Regions from separate parts of the Mus musculus genome. Here region 2 is linked to region 1. A link is a contact called in public promoter capture Hi-C data. All regions are on one chromosome and are shown on one strand. The core of a region is the stretch at or near the end of the contact, and the rest is flanking DNA. Distances in the headings are between cores, read along the strand shown. Region 1 holds the start of 2410017I17Rik (RIKEN cDNA 2410017I17 gene). Region 2 holds the start of Trim39 (tripartite motif-containing 39).

The links. Capture Hi-C pulls out chosen DNA fragments and counts their contacts.
Region 2: a contact with region 1 is called in a promoter capture Hi-C map of adipose tissue. The contact joins the promoter of Trim39 here to the promoter of 2410017I17Rik in region 1. A contact is called at or near these places in 2 of 39 promoter capture datasets (embryonic stem cells and macrophages), 1 of 484 Hi-C or Micro-C datasets (embryonic stem cells), 2 of 115 datasets of contacts at active chromatin or transcription factors (bone marrow-derived macrophages and embryonic stem cells) and 3 of 9 other capture datasets (adipose tissue, liver and macrophages).

Annotation. Positions count from the first base shown.
Region 1 is chr17:36,141,617-36,147,134 of GRCm38.p6, reverse strand. It overlaps 2410017I17Rik (RIKEN cDNA 2410017I17 gene), which reads right to left and starts at 2,117. Exons shown (of 4, transcript NR_033517.1): 1 at 1,933-2,117. It overlaps Gm10499 (predicted gene 10499), which reads left to right and starts at 1,186. Exons shown (of 8, transcript NM_001370818.1): 1 at 1,186-1,275; 2 at 1,478-1,747; 3 at 1,948-2,223; 4 at 3,708-3,983; 5 at 4,111-4,139; 6 at 4,604-4,636; 7 at 4,756-4,803; 8 at 5,102-5,387. The coding sequence starts at 1,212. The coding sequence ends at 5,299. It also overlaps a transcript of Gm8909 not described here.
Region 2 is chr17:36,269,281-36,274,798 of GRCm38.p6, reverse strand. Trim39 (tripartite motif-containing 39) reads left to right here and starts at 3,366. Exons shown (of 7, transcript NM_178281.1): 1 at 3,366-3,462.

The sequences.
Region 1 (5,518 bases), core at 868-3,367:
AAGAATGCATCTGCATGCCCCAGCTGCAGATGGCCCTGCAGAGCCTGGACAGTGAGGGAACAGCATGCTTTTTTTGAACCTAGACAGCATCCAGCTTTCTTGGGTCCCCAAAGATGTTCACACCCCGCCTTTTATATCTATCTGTCTGTCTGTTTATCTATAAACTACCTACCTAACTAACTACATACATACCTACCTACCTATCCTCAGTCTCCCCAAAATCTGATTACCCTGCTCTGAGGTAAGAAAAGGTCCCTCTTTTCCTCCCCATCTCCTCCCATGCCCTGACTTTATCAGTCCCTCCGGAGGTTATATCAATCTTGTCAAGCACAGGCAGGAAGAGACAGGTCCTCAGGACTGAGGGGCAGGAATGGAGTTGGAACCCACTGTGCTCCCATTCCTTGCATTCCAATTGTTTTTCCAGGGGGCCTCTGTCCACAGGGCAGGTCCCTGGCTCAGCTCAGGGGGAGGAACTCACACATCCTCCTCCCTCATCTCTCACTGAGTGACCCTGCACCAGGGTGCTGTGCTGTTTGCATTTGTTAACTCCACACAAACTGAGACATATATAAGAAGAGGATCCTGAATTGAGAAATTGCTTCCATCCAGGACGCTTTTGGGAAAGTCTATAAGGCATTTTTAAATTATTATGAATGATCAGTATGGAAAGGCTCAGCCCACTGGAGTTGGTCTTGGGTGGTGATCACGAATTGTATAAGACAGAAGACTGAGCAAGCCATAAACTACAAAGCTATTAGCACTGATCCTCATGGTCTCTGCTTCAGTTCCTACTTAGAATCCTCTCTCAAGGTCCTGCCATGAATCTCTTCAATGATAGACTGAGATGTGGAAGTGTAAACTGAAAGAAACCCTTTCTTCCTCAAGTTGCTTTTGGTCATGGGGTCTTATCACAGCAATGGAAACCCTCACTAAGACACAGGTGCACAAGGGCCTCACTCTGCTCCCTGCAGACACCACCCTCTCCTGCAGCTCAGCTCCTGCCCCTCCCTTGCCCTGGAGCAGCACCACTTTATAGCTCCTGGGGATCTGATGCCCTCTCTGGACCCGGAGGTAGCAGGAATTATCTGGCAGGTCTCATCTCCATTGGGTGGCAGGATCCTGGGGAAGGAACCAACAGCTCCTCCGCGGGCGCTGGTTATAAAGTCCAAGCAGCCCGAGGGCCTCAAATGCCCTGTATCCCAGATGGGACAATGGCGCAGCGAATGCTGCTCCTGCTGCTGGCGGCCGCCCTGACCCTGATCGAGACCCGCGCGGGTGAGTGCGGGGTCGGGAGGGAAACGGCCTCTGCGTGGAGGGGCGGGGACGGCACTGTGGAATCCGCGTCCCCCCGTCGCTCACAAGACCCTCCGCCCTTCTACACCCGCATCCGGAGCCCGGCGCCCTGCTCCCCTCCCGGCCCGCGCAGTGGGCCGGAGTCCCGTGAGGAGGTCCGGGTCTCACCGCGCGCCGCCCCCAGGCTCACACTCGATGCGGTATTTCGAGACCGCCTTGTCCCGCCCTGGCCTCCGGGAACCCCGATTCATCTCTGTCGGCTACGTGGACGACACGCAGTTCGTGCGCTTCGACGGCGACGCGGAGAATCCGAGGTATGAGCCGCGGGCTCCATGGATGGAGCACGAGGGGCGGGAGTATTGGGAGCGGGAGACACAGATCGCCAAGCGCAATGAGCAGAGTTTCCGAGGGAGCCTGAGGACCGCGCAGCGCTACTACAACCAGAGTGAAGGCGGTGAGTGACCCTGGGTGGGAGGTCACGAGCTCGAAATGTCCCTAGACAGGGGCCGGAGATCTCCAATCCCAAGTCTAGGTTCGGGAGCAGAACCGACCCAGGACCGGTTTCCCTTTCACTTTGGAGGAGTCCGCTGGTGGACTAGGCCAGGGCGAGCGGGGGCGGTGCGGGTGAGCGGCGCTGACCTTGGGATCCCGCAGGCCTTCACACGTTCCAGCTGTTGTTCGGCTGTGACGTGGGGTCGGACGGGCGCCTCCTCCGCGGATACCTACAGTTCGCTTATGATGGCCGAGATTACATCGCCCTGAACGAAGACTTGAACACGTGGACGGCGGCGGACCTGGCAGCGCTGATCACCCGACGCAAGTGGGAGCAGGCTGGTGCTGCAGAGCATTACAAGGCCTACCTAGAGGGCGAGTGCGTGGAGTCGCTCCGCAGATACCTGCAGCTCGGGAAGGAGACGCTGCTGCGCACAGGTGCAGGGGCCGCGGGCAGCTCCTCCCTCTGCCCTCGGGCTGGGGCTCAGTCCTGGGGAAGAAGAAACCCTCAGCTGGGGTGATGCCCCTGTCCCAGAAGGGAGAGTGTGTCCCTGGGTCTCTTGATCCCTTGTCACAGTGACTGCACTGACTCTTCCAGGGCTCAGCCTTCTCCCTGGACAGTGCCCAGGCTGTCTCAGGAGGGAAGGAGAGAATTTCCCTGAGGTGACAACAGCTGCTCCCTTCAGTTCCCCTATAGCCTCTGTCAGCCATGGCCTCTCCTAGTCTGGATTCTCTGCCCACACCCACTGTCTGTGGACATGGACTCCTGTCCTGCTGAGTGTGTCAGCCCTTACACCTCAGGACCTGAAGTCGCCTTTACCTGATGGGAGACATGGACTCCCCAACACTAGGCTGGTTGCCCCAGTTTCTAGAATTTTCAAAGAATACATTCTCCCAGATCCCTCCCTGTCTGTAACACAATTCTTTCTATTCCTACAGTGGTGAATGGTCACATGAGCCCTTATGGGCTACCCTGGAGGAATATAAATACTGGAATTTCTTTTTCTTTTTTCTCTTTTCTTTTTCTTCTTTCTTTTTTCTTTCTTTCTTTATTTTTTTTTTTTGAAGGCGTTATTTTGTTTCTAGTCAGTTTTTGTCTGCACTGGAGTGATCCTGTTTCTCCCTGCCCTCCTATTATCATTTGTATCAGTCTACATTGCTAACCTGGATAATTACACAAGATAAGTCAGGGTTCTCATTAAAAGATCGATTATTGTGAGATTACACTGTTTCCTGTCAGACCTAAACATGCAGAAGCCTCCTGCTGTCTCTCTGCCCCCACAAATTACAGTGCTCCCCCTAGTGAATCAGGAATTGGACTTTCTGAGTGACAGGGTCTTCTGAAATCCAGGGCTATAGTGAGCCCTCCCTGTGGGCCCAGTGTGTTCCAGTGAGTGCTGCACTGGGGTCCACAGCTCACTCCAGGGGTCCTGTGTAACATACCTGTACCTTGTCCCCCAGAGTCAGGGGCAGGGAGTCATTTTCTCTGGCTGCACACTTTGTGATGGCTGTTCACTTGAACTGACAGTTAATGTTGGTCTGCAAGATGACCACAGTGGAAGACTCAGTGGTGGCATCCTACCAAGAGCATATGGCCCTAATATCTGATCTTGAAATGAACTCAAACACATATTAAATTACTTTTTTGCCATTCCCTCTTCCATTCTTTGACTACCTCATTTATGCTATTGAACATCACATAAGGATGACCATGTTGATGGATTCTCTCTTGGCTTCTGAGTCCCAAAAGAAAATGTGCAGTTCTGTGCTGAGAGGACCAGCTCTGCCTGCAGGTCACCAGTGCCATGACAGTTGAAGTGTCAAACAGACATATTGTTCAGTGTCTTCATTGATTTGATTGAGTCTTGTGTAGATTTCAGTTTGTCTTGTTAATCGTGTGATTTCTTAAATCTTCCACACAGATCCCCCAAAAGCCCATGTGACCCATCACCCCAGATCTGAAGGTGATGTCACCCTGAGGTGCTGGGCCCTGGGCTTCTACCCTGCTGACATCACCCTGACCTGGCAGTTGAATGGGGAGGAGCTGACCCAGGACATAGAGCTTGTGGAGACCAGGCCTGCAGGGGATGGAACCTTCCAGAAGTGGGCAGCTGTGGTGGTGCCTCTTGGGAAGGAGCAGAATTACACATGCCATGTGGAACATGAGGGGCTGCCTGAGCACCTCACCCTGAGATGGGGTAAGGAGAGTGTGGGTGCAGAGCTGGGGTCAGGGAAAGCTGGAGCCTTCTGCAGACCCTGAGCTGGTCATGGCTCAGAGCTGGGATCATAACCTTCACCTTCATTTCCTGTACCTGTCCTTCCCAGAGCCTCCTCCATCCACGGACTCCAACATGGTAATCATGGCTGTTCTTTTTTTTTTTTTTTTTTTTTATTTATTATATGTAAGTACACTGTAGCTGTCTTCAGACACTCCAGAAGAGGAAGTCAGATCTCGTTACGGATGGTTGTGAGCCACCATGTGGTTGCTGGGATTTGAACTCTGGACCTTCGGAAGAGCAGTCGGGTGCTCTAACCCACTGAGCCATCTCACCAGCCCATGGCTGTTCTTGTTGTCCTTGGAGCTGTGATCATCATTGGAGCTATGGTATCTTTTGTGTTGAAGAGCAGGAGAACAATAGGTAGGAAAGGGCAGGGTCTGAGTTTTCTCTCTGTCCCCTTTAGACGTGTGGTCAGCTCATTAATGGGAAACAAATCCACACCCCACATTGCTACAGTCTCCACCTGGGTCCTCTGTCAGTTCTGGGAACTTGCTAGTGTCAAGATCTTCCTTGAACTCTCACAGCTTTTCTTCTCACAGGTGGAAAAGGAGGGGACTATGCTCCGGCTGGAGGTAGGTGTGGGAGAGAAGATTGTCTCTGGGACTCTTGGGGTGAAGGTAGAGCAAAGTTAGCCCATATTAGCTCCTCCAACCCTGTCAGTCTCCTGAATGTCTTCTTTCTTCTACTGCAGGAAGCAAAGGTGGCCAGGGCTCTGACTTGTTTCTGGGGGCCTTCAAAGGTAACAAATAGGATCATGGATTGGCCCTAAGGCAAACAGAAGAGGACTGGGTCCCAGGTCCTCTCAGATCTACACCTTTGAATGAGTGGTGGGACTAGGAGATGGTTTCATATTGAATGTCCTGACTTATTTTTTTACCCTGAGATAGCCTTCTTGTGGGAACAAGTCCAGACTTACAAACTACAAATGTCTAAAGCTATTTGCTTTTCCTCTATGCACAATGGGAAGACCTGGAAAGCCTAGGCTACCTTAGCACACAAGGACCCTGTCCCTAACTTGCCTGTTCTCCTTTCCACAGCTATCCTTCCTGGTCCTGCAGGCACTAGGGGACATCTGCATCCTGACAGCTCCATGCTGCCCTGAGCTGCAGCTCCTCACTTCCACACTGAGAATAAGAATCTGGAGAGATGGCTCAGCAGTTAAGAGAACTGACTGCTCTTTCAGAGGTCCTGAGTTCATTCCAAGCACTCACATGGTAGCTCACAACCATCTGTAATGGAATCCCATGTACCCTTATAGTATATGTCTGGAGCTAGGTGCAGTATATTTATATAATAAATAAATAAATCTTTTTAAAAAAATTAGAAAGGATCTGAATGTGAATTCAATTGCTCAAATCTATAAGCTGAGGGGTTGATTAGTGGGTAAATTAAGGGACTGACAATACTCAGAGTGCTGTGGAGGAAATAAATGGCAGCATGGAGAACCTTCCAGA
Region 2 (5,518 bases), core at 2,117-4,616, 130 kb before region 1:
GTGCAACAGGGAACATGTTGAGTTGATTGGAGTGTTACTTATTATGTATTTATGAACTGCTACATTACGTACAGTAAGAACTTCTGGGAACCCCAGACACAATGGTAATTCAAACCTATTTGCCTTTTCCTCCAAACACTTCAAAGGACACTCAAAAGAAAGATAGGGACAGGGGGCAGATGATAGAAAATTCTCAAAGATACAAGATTAAAAGGGGAGGGGACAAGTCCTCCTAACAGAAAGGTATACAATGGGAAAGGCCACACTGGGATATTTTTAAGGGACAGTGATAAAAGACTAGTTTCATGCTACTCTGTTTTAAATAAGGTGTTTATTAACTGTAGCAACTGCTGCAGTTTATAATCCCTATGGGCAAATATGACAAAATGAAGTGGAGGAAAAATTGATATCTATCAAATTTACTCTTAAAATCACTGGCTACAATGAAAGCAGAGCAAAAACAACAAAACAACAGAACAAAAAACAACAGTAAAGACAATTTTTTTAAAGTCAATTTGTTGTATTTGACATTTGTGGTCCTAAATCTTTGACCTCAGACACTGCCTGTTTTCTGACATTAAAACAGTTTTGAACTCTTTAAGTATGAGGGGTTAAATATGCATCTCAGGTGTAGTAGTCAACACCTGTAATTCTCTAGTACTGAGGTGAAGCAGAAGGATCGAGCTTCCTAGTGAGCCTTGACTACATAAAATGCTACCTCAAAGGAGCCAGAACTGCACCGTGTTTGTGAAGAACTAAAACAGAAGAAGGACCACTTCCTCTGAAAGGAGGGCACGCATTCAAATACACGCAAATATGTTGAATGCCAACTGTTGCAGGAAGGAGAGAGAGTGTTTTGTAGTGGCTTCCTCTGAGATTAAAACCTTGCATCATGGAGGGAAACTTCCTAAAACAAGGGGTTTACAGAGATGTAAAGCAACAAGACATTCTAAAGAGAAGTGAAGTGCTACAGGGAAGCACCTTAAGAAACAACTCCTGACAGCTTCAGAAGTCCAAAATCCCTTCCTCCCGAGGGCATTAACAGTAGACACTGCCGAGAGCCACTCTCAGGTGAGCCCAGCAGAAGCAGATGACGACTGGAAGAAATAAGAACAAGCAGCCTGGAAGATGCGCACACTAGCCGGAAAGAGACCCTCAGCCTCTTCATCTGTGCAGTGTGCTCCAGGTTTCCAGCTATGTGAGCTGTCAACTACACGGGGGTGGACTTTGGTGACACCGTGTTGTCTTTGAGTTATTTCTGTTCCTGTAAGTAACTCCTCACCCATATTCCTCTAAATAACCCCAGTAAAACTCATGCTTCACCACATCGGACTTCAGTGGTACGCATACTTTGGTCCGTGTCAGTTTGTTGAGATGAGCAGACACGTGTTTATCTCCCCAGAAAAGGTCTGTCTCACAACAGAGGGACAAGCTACCTATGCATCCAGTAGTGTCAATGTGCATCCTAGCACTGACTCCTCCTGAGTCCATTACATCTGTACCAGCAGACGATCCCTCCACATCAACTCATCCCCTCCACAAAAATCTTCACCATGACAGGTTTATGACACTTCCAAAAACAACAAGCGTTAGCATTTTGTCTAGGCTCTGCCCCAGTTACCTCTCTTGCCTTCTTGCTCTTACTCTGTCCTGTCCTGCCTCTTCCCCCTCTCTCACCACTCGCCTCCTCCTCTCTCCCCACGTGCTCATGGCACTCACGGCTGGCCTCTACTTCTCTTTCTTCTCTTCTCTGCTCTCTTCTCCCCCCCCCCCCCCACCTTTCTCCGTCTCTACTACCCTCTCAAATCCCCTCCCCATTCCCTGAATAAACTCTATTCTATACTATGCCATCGTCATCGTGTGGCTGGTCCCTCAGGGGGGAGGGATGCGGCAGCATGGGCCTGCAGAGGCACCCCTCCTCCCACACCTGACTACACCTCCACCAAACACACTCCTTCTCTCCTTATCTTTTTATAAAACACAACAAGGAGGCCAATGTGCAAGTCTGGAGTCTATCCATAAGCTCCATCTGCTCTCCCAGAGAAACTTAAGCAAGGTCTTCAAAGAGAAAGAAGCAGGCTTTGGTTCCCACCCAGTGTTTCCTGAGCACAGGATTTGGTCCTCCTGGCATCCTAGATGCAGGGGCAGCAAAGCACCGAACTAGACCGGTTTTCTACACTCCAGCTCCAGCCAGGGAAAGCGTTTCGCTAATGTCAGCTGTGGTGGCTACTCCTGGTGGTCAACTTGACTATCTGGAAGGAATTACAACCCAGAATTGGAGGGCTCACCTGTGATCCAGATCTTGAGGCTGGAAGACACAAGTTTCTGACCTGGATCTTGACATGGAGATCTTGAGGTACAGTGGCCATTAAGTTTAGGACCAGGCAAGGCAGTACACGACTTCAATCCCAGACTGGGGCAAGGAGTTCTCTGAGTTCAAAGTCAGCCCGGGAGAAAGCAAGTCCCAAATCCAAACAAGGTGGTGCACACCTTAATCTGGGCCACGCCTTCTGCTGGAAGTCTACATAAGGACATAGGAAGAAGGAAGATTCTCTTCTTCACGGGCTTGCACTTACTTGCCAGCACATCTGTCGGAACCTACTTCTACAGAAGACCAGCTGAAAGAACTAGCCACGTGGGACTGCGCAACTACTAGATTCTTGGACTTCCCATCCACAGCTGCCCATTGTTGGGTTAGCCTGTAAGTCATCACGATTAATTATAGAGAGAGAAACATTCACTAGGTTCTGTAGCTCTAGAGAACCCCTGGCTAATACATCACCCAACCGGAGGAGGGGAAAAGACGCACCTCGGTCTGCAGCCAAGATAACTCACCTACTACAGCTTGCCGGTTAAATTGCCAAACCTCAGCCAGTCGGAAGTGACGTGCCAGCATAGACTCTCAGGTCGGCCACGTAATACACCGCCGCCTTAAACAGCAACCCTCCCCCAGAATTGACCCGGAGACCGGGAAAGTGTGGCCCAACGCCCACAACCCGTAGCCGCCCAGGCCTCTGCGGTTCCCAGCCCCACCGAGGACCAGCTTGAGCCTCTGCGGGCTCGCTGACCGCGCAGCTCTGCCAGCCCAGCCACGGCGCGCTGCCCGCCATGGGGTTCGGCGTCTCGCCACGCGCATGCGCGGCCCTCAGTCTCCGGGGGACCGCTCTGGTCACCTGGGCGCCAGCACCTCAGCCACGGGAAGCGGCGGGTTCCCTCTCGCCCGGTAAACTAGCCGCGCAGGCCCTCGCCTCCGGCTCTCCGCCCGCCACCCGCCGCGGGCCCGACTAGGCCCTGGCACGGCGGCTCGGCGCCGCGCAGCTGTCTTCCATCGCCGCAGCGCGGCTTCCGCTTCCGGCGAGTATTGTGTGTCGCGCCGCGGGGCGGGGGTGAGGGGAGGAGGAAGGAGGGAGGCAGTGCTCCGGCGGCTCCGCGCCCGGCACTCCGGGACCCGGAGCCGGGAAGGTAGGTGCTGCGCCGCCGCCACAAGGGTCCCGCAGCCGGCTCCAGCGAGCGGGCTCCTCTCGCCGCGGCCCTACGCCCGGCGAGTACGTCAGCCGGCCGGCGCGCAACCACAGCTGCCTCCGCCCGCCTCGGGCCCGGAGGACGTTTGCCGCCCCGGCGACGTCAGCGCGTCCGGCGTTGCTTGGCTACCCCGCCGTTCCCCTGTCCCGCTGCCTTTGGTCTCCCCGGGTGAAACTGACGCAGTCATCGCGGGTCTGGGCTGCGACATGGCAGCGGGCATCCCACCTTCACGTCACACCTCTCCCTCACTTAGACACGCATCCGTTCCTCCCTGCCAAGCACGACGTATGCTCCCTCACTCTGGTCCTCATGCTCCCGATATGGCTGGAGAAGATGGAGAACGGGTGGGACAGAGTTGTGGCCAGTGCTTGAAAGAGGCTCCTGAGGTGGTACCCAATAGTGATTAAAGGCAAAACGTGGACGTCTCTGACGCGATTACTTACACTGAGATCGAGTAATGGAGAGTGGGAGGAAGGATCAAGCCAGAGGAGCACAAGGCCATATTATGGCTGCCCTCTACACCACCACCACACCACCCCCAGCTCCAAATCCTCTCCGTTCTTCACTATCCTTGAGCCCGTTTCTCTCTCATACCATCTATTTGCTAATTAGATACATGCAGGTCTCTCAAGTGTGAATATGGTTCAGTTTTAGGTGAGGATGCCACTTATCTGTAGGATTGAGGAGGAGGAGGCTAAGTCACTAGTCAAAACTGGATTCTAATGGGCAGAGAAGAAAGAAATCATCCAACTGTACTTATCTGGATCAATTCTTTTCTCCATTAAAAGAGGATAAGTTACCAACTCCTACTTAAAATCCTTCCATTTGTACCACCAGTATACAGAAATAATCATTGTTGCCCCAATTCATTACATGGGCACTTTTCTGTCGATGGGTAGACCTATCAAATTTCCTTCCTTTTTGGGGGGCCCCTTTTGGGACAGAAGGAAAGTAGGGGGTTATGGGACCAGATAAATTAGCTTACTTATGTATTGACATCTTAAGAATGGAGAGCTTTGGTTGTCTCTTTCCATACACTTATTCATTTATTGAGACCAATAACTATTTATTGGTTATATTTAATTTAGGCTGGCCTCGAGTTCCTGAGGCTCCTGCCTTTGCCTCCTCGGTACATGCGCTACCTACCTAGTATTAACCATACCTGGCTAATTTCCTTCCTAATCACTGACTATCTAAGGAGTTAGTTATCAGTAGTGACGTTGAAAGACTGCAGTCACCACTGAATGTTTAGAATGTACTTGCCAGCTCTCTCTCCAAGAAGCTGCTGCCCTCAATGCACTCAATGGTGCTTCCTTAGAGCTGATATGTATTTGTTGCTTTGCAGCCATCCCAGCTGCACACAAATAGAAATGCGGTGAGTGACAGGAGCATCTTCAAGAAGAGAGCGTTCTTCCTTTGGGCTAGTTTGGGGAAAGGAAGAACCATGTCATGCTTTCCCTGAAACAGTGTGTTACTGTAGTGTAACTCATTAAGAGGAACAGCAGACAATCAAGGCTAGACTCTAAAACAATAAACTTCCTATGACGTTAGAAGAAGTAGCTTGGGGTTCTTTGAAATCGATGCAGTAATTATATATGAAGTTCTTTAAAGTAGTAATGAGTTCTAGGGCTGATAGTCAGTTTTAATAGATATGTAGATATATTATTTGTTTTACAAATCTTACTCTACAGCCCAGGCTAGCCTTATTCTTGTATTGATCCTCCTGCCTCACAGTGAGCCACCATGCCCAGCTAAAATCTTAATACTTTGGCTTATGTGACATATCTCATTTCCCATGGTTCCCTCCCTGTAGAAATAAGATCTGTGTAATTCAAGCTAACCTAGAACTCATTGTGTAGCCTACGTTGGCCTTCAGCTAATGACAGTCCCCCTACCTTGACCTCAAAAATGGCTAGGGAAATGGGTTTCAGTCGCCATATCAGGCTCCTTTTCATTGCTGGTATTGAAAAAGCAGAGGTAAAGAAATTCTGGGCAC